2 separate regions of the Gasterosteus aculeatus genome follow, and region 1 is linked to region 2. A link is a contact called in public Hi-C data. All regions are on one chromosome and are shown on one strand. Each heading gives the region's core, a stretch centred on a gene start, on an enhancer-like site or on the middle of the called end of the contact. The rest is flanking DNA. Distances are from core to core; before and after follow the strand shown.

Evidence for each region. A called contact is a pair of places that touch in the nucleus more often than the background predicts.
Region 1: a Hi-C map of skeletal muscle shows a contact between it and region 2, with 6 times the contacts expected there. The contact joins the enhancer-like site here to the promoter of sox6 in region 2. A contact is called at or near these places in 2 of 6 Hi-C or Micro-C datasets (skeletal muscle and whole body).

What each region holds. Positions count from the first base shown.
Region 1 is chr12:11,059,187-11,065,853 of fGasAcu3.hap1.1, reverse strand. It overlaps sox6 (SRY-box transcription factor 6), which reads right to left. Exons shown (of 17, transcript XM_078085209.1): 5 at 5,995-6,205. Among protein-coding and RNA genes, the nearest start is that of sox6, 48 kb to the right of the region's middle. Within about 2 kb of position 1,758, at least 3 of the 9 cell types and tissues checked have open chromatin away from gene starts, as enhancers often do.
Region 2 is chr12:11,012,589-11,018,986 of fGasAcu3.hap1.1, reverse strand. sox6 (SRY-box transcription factor 6) reads right to left here and starts at 4,057. Exons shown (of 17, transcript XM_078085209.1): 1 at 3,959-4,057.

The sequences.
Region 1 (6,667 bases), core at 509-3,008, 49 kb before region 2:
GTGATACTCAGCTGGCACACAAGTCTCCCTGTGTAACCCTACTGCGCACGCACACACACACACACGCGAGCGGCCTCCCTTTGCACCCATCCCATTGTAGAATAGGCCGTTCTCGCCATTTCTGATTGCCTATGCCCCTCCTACCTCCCCTGTCCTCAAATCATGCCGTTTGTCTGTTGATGTCTCTTTTGATCGTGATCCTTTTAATCGCAAAAACATGGCTGTTATTTCCAAATTCTAGCCCAATGACAAATATAGCAGCACTAATGGCTCCTGCCGTCTTGTGTGTCCTCATTTCACAATTTGTGTGTCCCCCCCTCCAAATAGCGCGGCCTCACATAAAACAGTCAGGCCAAACGGCTACTGACCTTACCCCCCCCCCCCCCCCCCCCCGGTCAATCACCAGGGCAGAATCTCCACCACCAAATATAAATATTTCACTGTTCCCCCAAACTGCACACGCAGTGATGTCACCGACGAGACATACACTGTGGTGGTGTGTGAGTGCGTAAAGACAAACGAGCCTCTGTGCAGCCCTCGCTGCGATTTGTCTCTCGGAGACACCCGTTTCCTCCTATCAAGGGGTTCCTTTGCAGCTAGTAAGCCAGGATCACAATGGAAGTTTTGTAATGCATGGGTGCAGGGGGACACGCTCAACAGCTGAAACCGAGGAAGATGGCCCCTGGAATGCTCCGCAGCAGTTGCTACTGTTGACTAATCGGAATATGAGAACTCGGGAAGGTGATCTTGAATGCAAAGAATGGCACATTGAAGCAGCAGCTGCTTGTTTTGTCATCTGAAAGACCATGACAGCAGAAAGGGTTCCCTTTTTGAAAGGGGGAAACAAAATCTATATCTTAGCTTGTGTAAAGTGAAACCTGTTTCCTCCCAGAATCCTATGGGGGACATGGCGGTGTTATGTGGGGGCTCTGTTTTGGGACAGATAGTAAATACATAATTCAGCAGAGGACTAGACACTCTGTGCTCCCTATTCCCCTCATACAGCCACTCCATTTAGCCCTGGGCTCTGATCTCAGCCTGGCAGACGAGCAACTTTGTCACTGGAGAGTACGATGGGGTGGGAGACAAACATCGTAGGAGGAGGGAAAATGTTGATTTGGATCTTTTTCGGATGTCGAAATGATAGGGAAAACATGGAAAGGGGGAGAGGAGAAAGAAAGGAAAAGCCAAAAAAAAATGGACACTAAGGAAGAGCATGAGAACATGAGATTAGGGAGATGCAGGCTATCTTTTTTTTTTTTTTTTTTTTTGTTAAGTTCACATGTCAGGCTGGCAGGCTGCCGGCGGCATAGAGCCGAAAAATCTATTTAACGTCTGCTTCACAGGGTGACAAGAGGGTTGATTGGCAGAGAGCAAAGAGACGCTTTTGATCATGTGTCCTAACAAGCGATTCCAGCTCATGTCTCTTCAGCCTGAACAGATCTACATTACCTATTCAAACAAAAGTGACAGACCAGAGCACTGCTCCGCTGGGCTGGTGCTCCACGCCACAGGCCAAGAGAGAACACTCACACATGCACACACACAAACGCTCGGGAAGGCCCCCCGCCTACTTATATACAAGCGTGTACACACACACACACACACACTCCTGCACAAAAGTATGTCGGCTATTTGAACAAATGGTACGAAACTTGTTGACAGAATAAACGACATATTATTAGTAGGAGGCGAGTACGCGGTGCACAGGAGGGATGCTGGGGCTTTGCAAGTGTGTGTGTGTGTGTCCTGCCAGGAGGGGCCCAGACTAACAGTCCGACAGGACGCTGCATTCAGTGAGCGCAGCACACAGCTATGTGCGAAGACTGCCTCAAAATCTGCAACCAAGGCAACTGAGTTTCCAGCCTCATTGCATATGCATGGAGTCAGAGGCTCATGCTCAGATCATTATAACAAAGATTCCTATTAATTAGGTGGGATAAAGCAGAACCAGATGACATGGCAGCTGGGATGAGAAGAGCGGGGCGAGGGAGGGAGCTGAAAGAGGAGGAGAAAAGGTGCATCAGTCTGTTTGGGGGGGAAGGGATGCGGTGCTTTTTATAATATAATGTATAATACAGACACTGTGCTCTACAGAATATGTCTTACAAAACCCTTTTAGTGCCACATTCAGGCTAAATAAATCCCCCAAAATAAATGAGTTGGTGCTATTTAGCACCTGCAGACAAGTCACCTGTGAGTGTCCATGTGGAGTCAGCAGGGGCTGTGACACTGACAGGGGACGGTGTTACAACAGAGTCAAGAGTTCATCAGTGCTCATCAGACCACAGGCTTAGAGCTGATCCCATTCTTTTCTAAAGCTTTCACCCTTCCCTGAATCTCATTACATGGCCTGTTGTAATAGAGGATAATGACCTGGGGCTACACACACAATGCTGATCAACCCCCCCCCCCACACTCAACCTACTGCACAGTCATTACACAGTGATAATACACATCCTCGCCGGGAGGATTACGCTGAGAAATGGAGGAGAGGTGGTGCAGGCACAGGGAGAGAAAGAGAGGTCTAAGTGATAACGCAGGGCCACATCTAACAATGTTCCCGAACAAAATGAGTTCACCGTGGCTCACCGAGTTGTACTGTTTTATGTCCCCGCCAATGGATAGGTTACCCGCCGCTGAAATAAGGGAGACTCTTTCCTCAGTATCCATTATATGTCCTTCGACCGGAGGTTAAAGGAGGTTTCACTTTGGTTGAACTGTGGTACGGTTCCCCATTGCTAAGCTAATCAGCCGTGATTCTGTCAAAGGGCTCCAGGTGTTGAGTATTCTGCTTGAGCACCTACTGTATCCACTGTGACAGGTCTGAGGAGCCGTAGTATCAAGGAAGGGCATCGTCTTTGTTCCTATGTCTTTTTTATATGTCGGTGCGTTTTCTTTGCCAGGGAACTAAACTGTGACGGATACCGGAGGCATTGCAGTTTTGGTACTTATTATGCAACAATTAAATTTTTATTAAAATTAAAATAAACTTTTAAAATTTTTTACTCTATCTCAGAAAACCACTCAATAACACAAAAAGAACTTGATTACATGTGCTCGATTTACGGCCAAGAACTCACCCGGTAGATACTGGGCCTAAGGAAGTCCCTAGGACAGGGAGCTAAAACCCAATTACCCGTCCTTGTCTTGGGGGACGATCATAAAGATTCAACACACAACGTATTTTTTGTGTTGACTTAGACAGTATTGATTCATACTTTAGTGCATTATATAAAACTGTTCTAATTGCATGTGAATCAAATCAAGGTCACCTTGGGTTTTTATAATGGAGGCTGTTTTTCCGTTTCCCCCCCAATACTTTATACTGACATTTTTAAGTCTTGACAAGTGCTGTCCGGAGACTTATCCATAAATAATGCATTTACAATACCTAGTAAATAAACATGGGGCACAATCGTTAGCCCTGCTGGCAACCGGGCCTAATAGAGCTTTTACAGCAAAGGTGACTATTCAGCTAAATGTGGTGCTCGCTGCTGGGAGGACATTTTTATTCATTAGCACAGTCACAAGCACTTAAAGCACTTCAAGGACCAGAAACGGAGAGGAAGGGTGGAAGGACGGAGGGTACAAATATACAGCGATGGAAGGATGGGGAAGATAATGAGCACCGCCTCTATTGTTATGTTATTCTCTATTATAAGGCATCAGGGTCAATGAAGGAAACCCATGAATCTTTTGGCTTTGAATTACATTGTACTAAACAGGAGTAAGACCTCTTCTTTTCTTGCAGGTGAATTTACATTTTTCCATTTTTTCAATGTGTTAGTTAAGTACATTTTAACATCAGCCAGAAGAAATCCGATAAATTATTCAACATTTTTTGCAGCTAAAGACGGAGAAAAAGGTACCTGAATTTTGTTTTCTCACTCAGGGCTTTCTTAGGTGTCATTTAATGCTGTGATACAATGGGGTTGAGTAGAATCTAATGTGTTCATTGGTTTTCCCTCTACATTACAGGTCCCTACATTTATCTATCGGCACAATGAACTGTCTCGACCAGACAAGGAGGTCCAGAGAAGAATGGAAGCAGATGGTGAAGAATCCCTGAGGACCTTTTGATCCCAACCAGACAGCCACCGAAGCAGCAGAATCATACACAACAGTTGTCATGCTTTGATGAGCAATATATTTAGCTCATCTGTTGCTTTCGCCACGTTAGCACCATTATTAAGACAACAAATGGCTTTTCCAACCTTCTATCTTTTTAACTGGTTAATTCTGCCCATTTTTAAATTTTCAACAGTGTCTCTCTTCATAAACGAAGATTTCAGCGAGGTTTTCCTTTCTAAGAGTCCCTCTTCCTCCATTTTACAGTAATCACTGATCATCACCACTAAAGCTTCCTCAAGTGCTCTCGAGAAGAGAGTAACTCTCAGTTCCTGCAGCTCGGGGACGGCACACTGAACTTTGTGAGGCTCTTGTCTTCTGCTGTGTTCTCTACAAAGAAACTAATTTTCTGCAACAAGGGAGTGTATTTAGGTGCCGATGATACGCAGCGCATGAGGCAAAGCAAGTCTCTATTATTAACAGGAGATTAAAACAGCTGTATGGCACTCTAAAGCACCCTCTCCTCCCTGCGTTAACATACGGCCCTGGATTACAAGCTGCACTTGACCATTTAAATTACTGCAACAACCAGCCTTCACCAGCTGGGGCTCATTAGCATAACACCCGCTGTAGCTGCAGAGACCACTGACAATATTGGCCTGAAAATGAACTCTGCCACAAACATGACATATGTATGTATACATGCTTACCTTAGGATAGAACCAAGAAGGGTTAACAGAATCCCTTTACTTTTTTACAAACCAAAATGTGTCCTATGAAGCACTTTGGGAGGTGGTTTTCATGCACATGCCGGCGTCAGCTCCACATGTAGCAGGCAGACTGCCTATTGAATGCAGAAGACGCCGTCATGAACGCCCGGAAAACGTGGAAACTATTTGCAGATTGCAAGTGTGTCTGCATTAATTGTGATATGCTCATGAGGGTTTCACGTCTACACTTACTTCAGTGGTCATTAGATAATATAGAAGAACATCAATTACAGTATACTGGCCTGTGCACCAGCATGTTTGGTGTGTATAATCTATCAAATACGTCGTTTATAGGTGTTTTTTTTACCTAAATCAGTCTTCGTATCAGGTCGTGGCTGAGAAGCCTGTGATGCTCTGATACAAAGATCACTAAACGAACACTTAAAAAGGAAGTGGCAAATTATTTTTAGGCTAACAGAGGTCTAATTTATTCGTCTGATGAAGTGCTTAAGCTAAGAGCTCCCCAGACACTAAATGAGACACATGCATTCCCAAGGGGGTTTAACATTTGATTGGATGTAGTTATATTACCGCAGCCCTAATTAAGAAGGGGGGTGTGTTTCAGCACAGCTCTTTCAAATATTTGTTTTTCCGCCATACTCTTGATAGACTGCAGGCTGTGGGTGAAACGGCGTGTCGGTATGACAAAGACCTATAAGTCTAATCAAGTATTCTAGCAAAATGAAAGGTCTGGAATGTCCATGATGCGTTCAATCGGATGTGAGAAGCGCTCGGGTTGTAAACTTTGATGAATAACTGCGCTAAATAAAAACAGTTTTGTGTATCAAAATACAAAGAAGTAATGTCCCTGGCATCAGGTCAGCACTATGAGTTTTATAGTCAAAGAGTTTGCCTTGGCACTGAAGAAAGACCACACTGAAGCTGAGGTGCACTGCCACACAGTCTTTGTCACATTGGAAGATGTTCATAACAAACTGAAAAGGCTGTGTCGTCAGTGTTGCAGCTCGTGTGTGTGCGAACATTAGTGTAGGAGACGTGGAGACGCAAGAGAGCAGAGGCCGACTGCCAGGAAGTTAGAGAATAATGAGAAAGAAAGGGGGAACATTGAGAAGATCAGGCGCACTTGGGACAAAAATTGTATTACGCACACACACACACACACACACACACACACGTACACACTCAAACATACCGTCTTGCTCTGTCTTTGTCATCTCCTCCAGTTTCTTCTGCTTCAGCGTGTCCACTACGTCTGCCAGGCTTCCTTTGCGGCGCTCCGGAGTTCCAAAAGCTGATCCGCTCAGCAGGTCACTTCGCTCCCGGGCCCCCTCCTCCGGCTTGTGTGGTGAAGTGGAATTGTTCCGGAAGGAGTACAGGGAACATACTTTATTGCTGTCAGATTCCTGTAAGACAGACAAAAGGTTGGGAGGGGTGGCAACAGGGACGGGATTTGTATTAAAAGACGAGCATGTTTCGGTGTTCTTTCAGGGTTGCGTTGAGCTTTTGACAGTTTTTCATTCAAATGCAGTGATTACTGGGTTTTCTCTGCAGCCAGGGGGGCGAATTGGCCATATCAAAAAGCTCCTTTCTGGCTTTCAAACAGCAACTTTTGTGACGCCAAAAGAGATGGCTTCTCTGTAAATGAGATGTGACAGGTGAAAAAACGGAGCCGTAATGACGAGCTACACTTTCATAGGGCATATCCATAATGCGCTCCTTACTTTTCATCTGCAGAGACTACACAGAGAAAACCTCCCAACTGTAATTTCCCAAATTACTTTTGAGTGTGCATTTGTGTTAGGGTGACTGCTGTGTAATTTTTTCATTTTCTAGTGGAGACCTATTCTCGGCTGAGTGCCTTGAGC
Region 2 (6,398 bases), core at 2,808-5,307:
CCCCGTGGAACATTGATTAAAAAGAGGGGAAATTATATTAACACTCAATACGTCTCAATTATTTAAATGTTTTTGTAACTTGAACAATCGCAGAGAAGCTTTGCGAGCAAGAGGCGATTAATGGACACGTTGTTTGTTTCTCTGCGTAAAATGGAGTGAGGAGCGTTAAATAAGAGTGCGGCTGTTTGGGCATCAAAGGGCTCTAACGCCGCTTTTCTTTCACCCACCGACACGTTGAGCCGCACGAGCCGTCAGAGACAAACTCTTGACAGAGCCGAGTGTCCCTGTATAGCAATCGGGACAATGTGCTGAATGGACAGTCTAATTATAAATGTGCCATTTGGACTCGCATTGGGTCTCCTGCGCCGCCTCACCTTATGAGGGAACTCGAGTTCCCGGCCACAGAGAGAGCCCCCGATCACAGGGAGAGAGAGGGGGGGGGGGGGGGGGGGGCTTCACTGCAGAGGATGAGCCCGGGATGTGTTTTAGTGTGAGCAGAATTAAAGGGAGATCCTTTTCATTATTGAGCCACAGGTGCCTATTTGTGCGGTCGCAAAACGCACGTGCGCAGCGTGCAATAAATAGAAGAAAGGTACACTGGTGTACTTTCATTTTTATGGAGTTTCCAGGGCTGTCAGAGATGACTTTCTTCTGGTGAAAGTGTTATCGACCCTGTAGAAGGAGAGTCCTCGCGCACCGGGAGGGTGGCTAATTTTGGAAAACACTTGAAGTGAGCTGTCCCTCTCCGCACCGGCAATAGCTGCATCGCTGATACTTCCATAAACATGACGGATTCATCTGAAGAATAACCTCTTAATTTGGGGGGAAATTCAGATATGTCCTTAAGGTACAATATAACTCAATTTAAAAAGGGGCATTTCGCAACACAAAAATATAACAACGTGTATTTTAAGCTTTAAAATATCTAAATCACGATTTTCTATTAAAAAGTGACGTGCGTAATTTCAGTAATTGTGTAGAATTCTAAAATATGACAGAAAGTAAGAAAATGTCATCCTTGTAAGTATATTTGCACTTATCCTAAGGAAAGCTGTTGGTTCAGTTGGCGCCGAGCGTCAGAGACTTAAAAGGAAAACTGTGTTCAAGTGCATCTTCTCTAAATGGACAAGCCTCGCGATTGTTAAATTTAATTTATGGCTTATGCATTCTTCAAGGGTCAATTCCCCTGACCTCCGGGGAAAGTTAAGGGAAAACAAATTCCCAGGCTACAAGAAGGCCAGAAACTCGGCGTCTGACTTAAACAAAACCAAAAAAAAACCCAGACAGAATTAAACGAGCAACAAAAAAGCGCTCCGGAATGTGTAAAGGTATAAAGAGACACGAGCGTCAAATGAACTTGTCCACCTCGCCCCGCAGAGAGAGAGAGAGAGAGAGGACACGCACCGGGGCGCGCGCCGCTGTCAACCAATAGTACCGCGCTGTGGACAGAAGTGAAACTGCCACCAGCAGAGAGCAAAGTTACGGGGACGCGTGGACACAAACACTTTGCACGTTGAACACTTCTACGAGGTTCGCCGGTTTGTTTGGAGAACGCGCGATCGGGGACAGCGGTCCGCCTCGGTCCGCCCGCACGGGTCCGCACGCACGGCTTCACGCTGCTGAAATAAACAAAGAGAACGGAGGGGTGGGTGGAGGATAAAAAAAAACGTGGTTCCAAACCTTCCGAAGTGGTTTGGGGGTGTCTTCGAGATGTTGGATTTAACGCGGTTGCGCTTCACTTGTGAGGTAAACTCGAGATCCCGCATCCGCGCCGCGCCGCGCCGCGCCGAACGACCGCAACGCGAGAAAGTTTGTCAGTCAACCGTCGCCGTTAGAAAAATGCGCGAACCCGTGTGAGCGTGACACTCAAGTAACTTTCTTATTTAAAAAAAAAAAAAAAAAAAGAAGAATTATTTTAAAGGGAAAATTGCGCGCGGCGCACGGACACAGTTCAGTGGGACGAGCGCACGCGCTCCACTTTCAGGAATCAGCATTAAAACACAAGGTGAAATGATTAGAGCATATTGAAAAGTAGAGCAAACGTGTTGTTTACCTTGATGCCCTGAGCCGTGGAGATATTCACGCGTCCTTTCCCCCCGTGCGTAAACACCTCTAGACTAGAAAAGAACCAGCGAGCGATCTGTTGAGCGAAAACTTGAGTCTGCTCACTCGGGGCCAAACGAGGGAATCCCGTTTACTCTGTGTGAAGTTCAGCTGTCCTAAACTACAAGCACCTTTTGTTGTTCGCCTATCTGTTCTTTACCTCCCTCCCTCTTTCTCTCGCTCTCTCTCTCTCTCCCTCCCTCCCTCTCTCTCCCTCCCTCTCTCACTCAGACAAGAGAAGACGATGGGTAGAGCTGCTGTCAATCTTGGCAATCAATGCGCGCAGCCATGTCGCAAGTATTCAAAGCATTTCCCGTCGTGCAACATCAGAAAGTGAGTGGCCAGGGCATTGATCTGAGGAAGGCAAAGAGGCAGGACTCCCCCCTCCTCCTCCTCCTCCTCCTCCTCCTCCCAGACAAGAGACGCGAGAGAGAGGGGGAGAGGGAGAGAGAGAGAGAGAGAGAGAGAGAGAGAGAGAGAGAGAGAGAGAGAGAGGAGAGAGAGAGGAGAGGTTTGTGGCCAAATGAAAGTGGAGAAAAGGAGGATGGTTGTAGCCGCCGTAGTTAGTTCTAAAGGTTTACTTAAAATGAACATCTCTTGCAGGTGCATCGACTGCAAAGTTAAGGATTTCTTTTGCTTCCTTTGTAGAGATGTTGATGGTGCACTTTTCCATTTAGTCGACTTTTTTTAGTCTATTTTGGTGAAGGACAAATCATAAACTGACCCTTGCAACTTCAGAATGAATATTAAAAAATGGCCGTTTGTTCAGAGCAAGAGATTACATGAGTTAATGGGAGCGCGCGGGGAGCCTTCTAAGAGGAGATCAGGTGTTTAGATTCGGTGTGATACAACCGAATGTATTTGCAGAAATTGAATCAGCACCTGAGATATACATGCATTTTGTTAATGATTTTTTAAATAGCCATAAAACAAGACGGTTTGATTTACACAGGTCACAGATGTCTCCCGACCTCTCTTTGGATATTTGCAAATCGCATGGACTGAATGCACCTAAAATTTAAGATCATTACTTTGACAGATTATGCGACAAAAATTAGGTCCAACAGACACGTTCCTCTCGGCATGAAGAGCGTTTAAGATTTGTTTTAATGTCACATTAGATAAAACAATTATCACATCAAAATTAAAAAAAACAATCCTCATGAAGGAGTAAGTTTTCCGAGGCATATAATTAAGATTAATTGAGATTTTTTTGAAATGATAAAACATACGTATTTATAAAAAACAGTGTGTAACGTGCAGCACTATTAAAAACGTTATTTAACCCACATTTAACTTTGATTTCCCTACACTGATACACTGCACTTCTTATTTTTTAAGAAAATCCCCAAAAGGTGTTCAACCCAGTAACTATAACTGAAATAATCAATGTGTTACATCACTATGTCCATGCAAAGTTATTTTAGACTGATTCATATGAATAAATCCTTTAGTGCGTTTTAAAATAGAATCGTTTGACATCTGAAATAAAAGCCAAAGTCCCGCGGCCATGGATGTACCATGGATCAGTTACTAAAACAGGCGATTGTACAATGAGACACTTATCTGTACCGAATGAGCATGTGTTTAAAATCATCAACGAGAGTTTGGAGGAGGCTCAAGTACGTCAAACACACCAAATGAACCATGTTCAGAAATCAGAGAATAGTCAGAATAAGACAGGAGAAAGGGACAGCTGACGGAAAAAGTTACAAGCCACACAATCTGCAGCAGCATATAATGATGAGAAGAAAAGAACGACCACCTCAAAACACATCACAACACCCAGCAAAACAACGCAATTCACTGTAATTTCATCAGGCAATAAACAAAATGAAATAGGAAAGTTACTTACAAAGACAGGAGACAGCAGCAGGAAATTCTGATTGTTAACTGCACAGTCACATAGAGCTACAAGAGGGAGGAGAAGCAGAGAGAGAGAGAGGGGGAGAGAGAGAGAGAGAGAGAGAGCGAGAGAATTGGCCACACAACTCATCCACAGCACCGCATCACAGCAGACTCCCTCACTCCTTCTTTTTTGTTGTTCAAAATCAAACGCCATCTCGATCAGGGAGCATCACGTGTGTGTGTGTGTGTGTGTGTGTGTGTGTGTGTGTGTGTGTGTGTGTGTGTGTGTGTGTGTGTGTGTGTGTGTGTGTGTGTGTGTGTGTGTGTTAATATCGCCGCTGAAAGGAGGGAGAGCGAATATGAAAGACAGAAGAGACTTACCTTTCCGCAAGAAACTTTTTTTCTGCCGTCCAGCGGACCCTTTCCTCCATATAAAACCATAACAAATATTACCTACTTTAATAATAAAACAACTTCCACACAGTGGTGTGACGAGGTAAAACACTGCCGCAACAGTCCAACATTTTTGTTTTTCAAACCCACGCACGATGATTCCTGTCTGCTGCGTGTTCGCAGATTTACCGCGACTGAAAAGCCAGTTTTACGTGGCTCATACGCCACCTTTTGGCCACTGCAGGAACTGCTGAAAAAGACCATCCAGCCTGTACAATTCAGATGACTGTACTGAAAATAAAACCAGAACATTTGGACCACAACACTCAGGCTATTACAGAGGTTCATCGCAGTGCGTGTAAGCAGTGAAACGGTTTTACTTTAAACACTTGAGTTCTCTACTTTGGGAGCTCTCTGCTGCTTTGGAAATTATGTTATTTGTATTCGGAAGTAAAGGACGGATGCAAAAAGTTATGTCTCATTGGGTTTGCTTATTCCGCCAGGCTAACATTGTACATGCTTATGGGTACAGCTGAGCAGGTGCCAGATAGCTCTCGAAACACAAGTATAGACTGCTATTTCTATAGAGGTGACTGTAATGGCTTCCTCTTTATAGCTCAGAGTGTGTGACGCCTGCATGCAGAGTAAAAGACAGTGCAACTTGTTGGGGGGTAAAGCAGACACATTTGCATAGCCTGTGAGTCTTTGATGCATCTTGAAATTCAAGTCTAGCCCATAAATATTTGAAAAGGAGAGTGCATAAAAATCAACATTTTTGTTACATTAAATTAACATGTGTTCTTCTCCTGTTCTGCATGGTTAATTAGAGAAAGCCATTCAGTTAGTGAGCAAAGACAGCACACGTGTGTGTGTGTGTGTGTGTGTGTGTGTGTGTGTGTGTGTGTGTGTGTGTGTGTGTGTGTGTGTGTGTGGGGGGGGGGAGAGGGGGGCTTTGATTGCAGTGCTGCAGCCAGAGCAGGTTTCAAAAGTGTGCAGCTGAATCATGCTAAAAAAACCAACAATGGTTTGTTTTCTTAATGGGGATTCACAATTACCTGCATTTACCAGAAGGAAGATTATTATAAAAGTTCTACTTCAGACCTTTAAGCGGCACGCTACACCAATTAAGCCTTTATAAATTATTTATACATGCCTACTACCCACCAAAACACAGTTTAATGTAGTCATGGACATTATTTCACTGTTTATTTGTCACTGTCTTAATTCATTTCAATTTCAATGCAATTTATTTTTTGTATGCTTCAAAATTAAAAAGCACAAAATATTTCAATACAATAGAGTAACCACACATTCAACACATATGATATAAATGATTCATATAATGAGAGAAATAAGCAGCATAATGATGGGAAAATAACAGCAGCAGAGGATATAATAGAATAAACGAGTAAAAGCACATGTATGATCATATAACATGTGTTTGATACAGGGTTTAACATTGTTGAAGTTTAATACTGGATAATCACATCTTCAGTTGTTTTAAATACATTTATAAACAGCTGTAAACCTGCTGTTAACAGTACAACACACTACACTGGCCGGTGTATAAATATCTTAAAATTGTTATTCATCAGCCCAAACTTCTGAACATCCTGACGACTCTTGCCAACAGCCACAACGGCTGATACGAACCAACACAACTTAGTCATTATTGAATGCTAAACATATGCAATGCAACACTATTTGCATACGTGCATATCGCCTCTCTCCCAATTGGACTTGCAAAGTGGGACGCTCTGTTCTCATTAGTTGACCCAAATCTCTTACTTGTAACTCTGGATTTCATCAAAGTTTAGTCAGGATCTAATATTTCCTTTCAAGTTAACAGAGAACCACTGATTAATCATGTTGAAATAAGGAGTGCAACATGCCAATTCTAGTTATATACTTCCATCATGCAGCGTGTGCCAGCAGTACTACAAATATCAACTCTGTAGCAGAATACTAACAGAATCCAAACATGTGCGGAAGTTTTAAATACATTACCTGCTCTTTGTTATTTAAGGCCCAGTCAACACTCTGGGAAAGTGAAA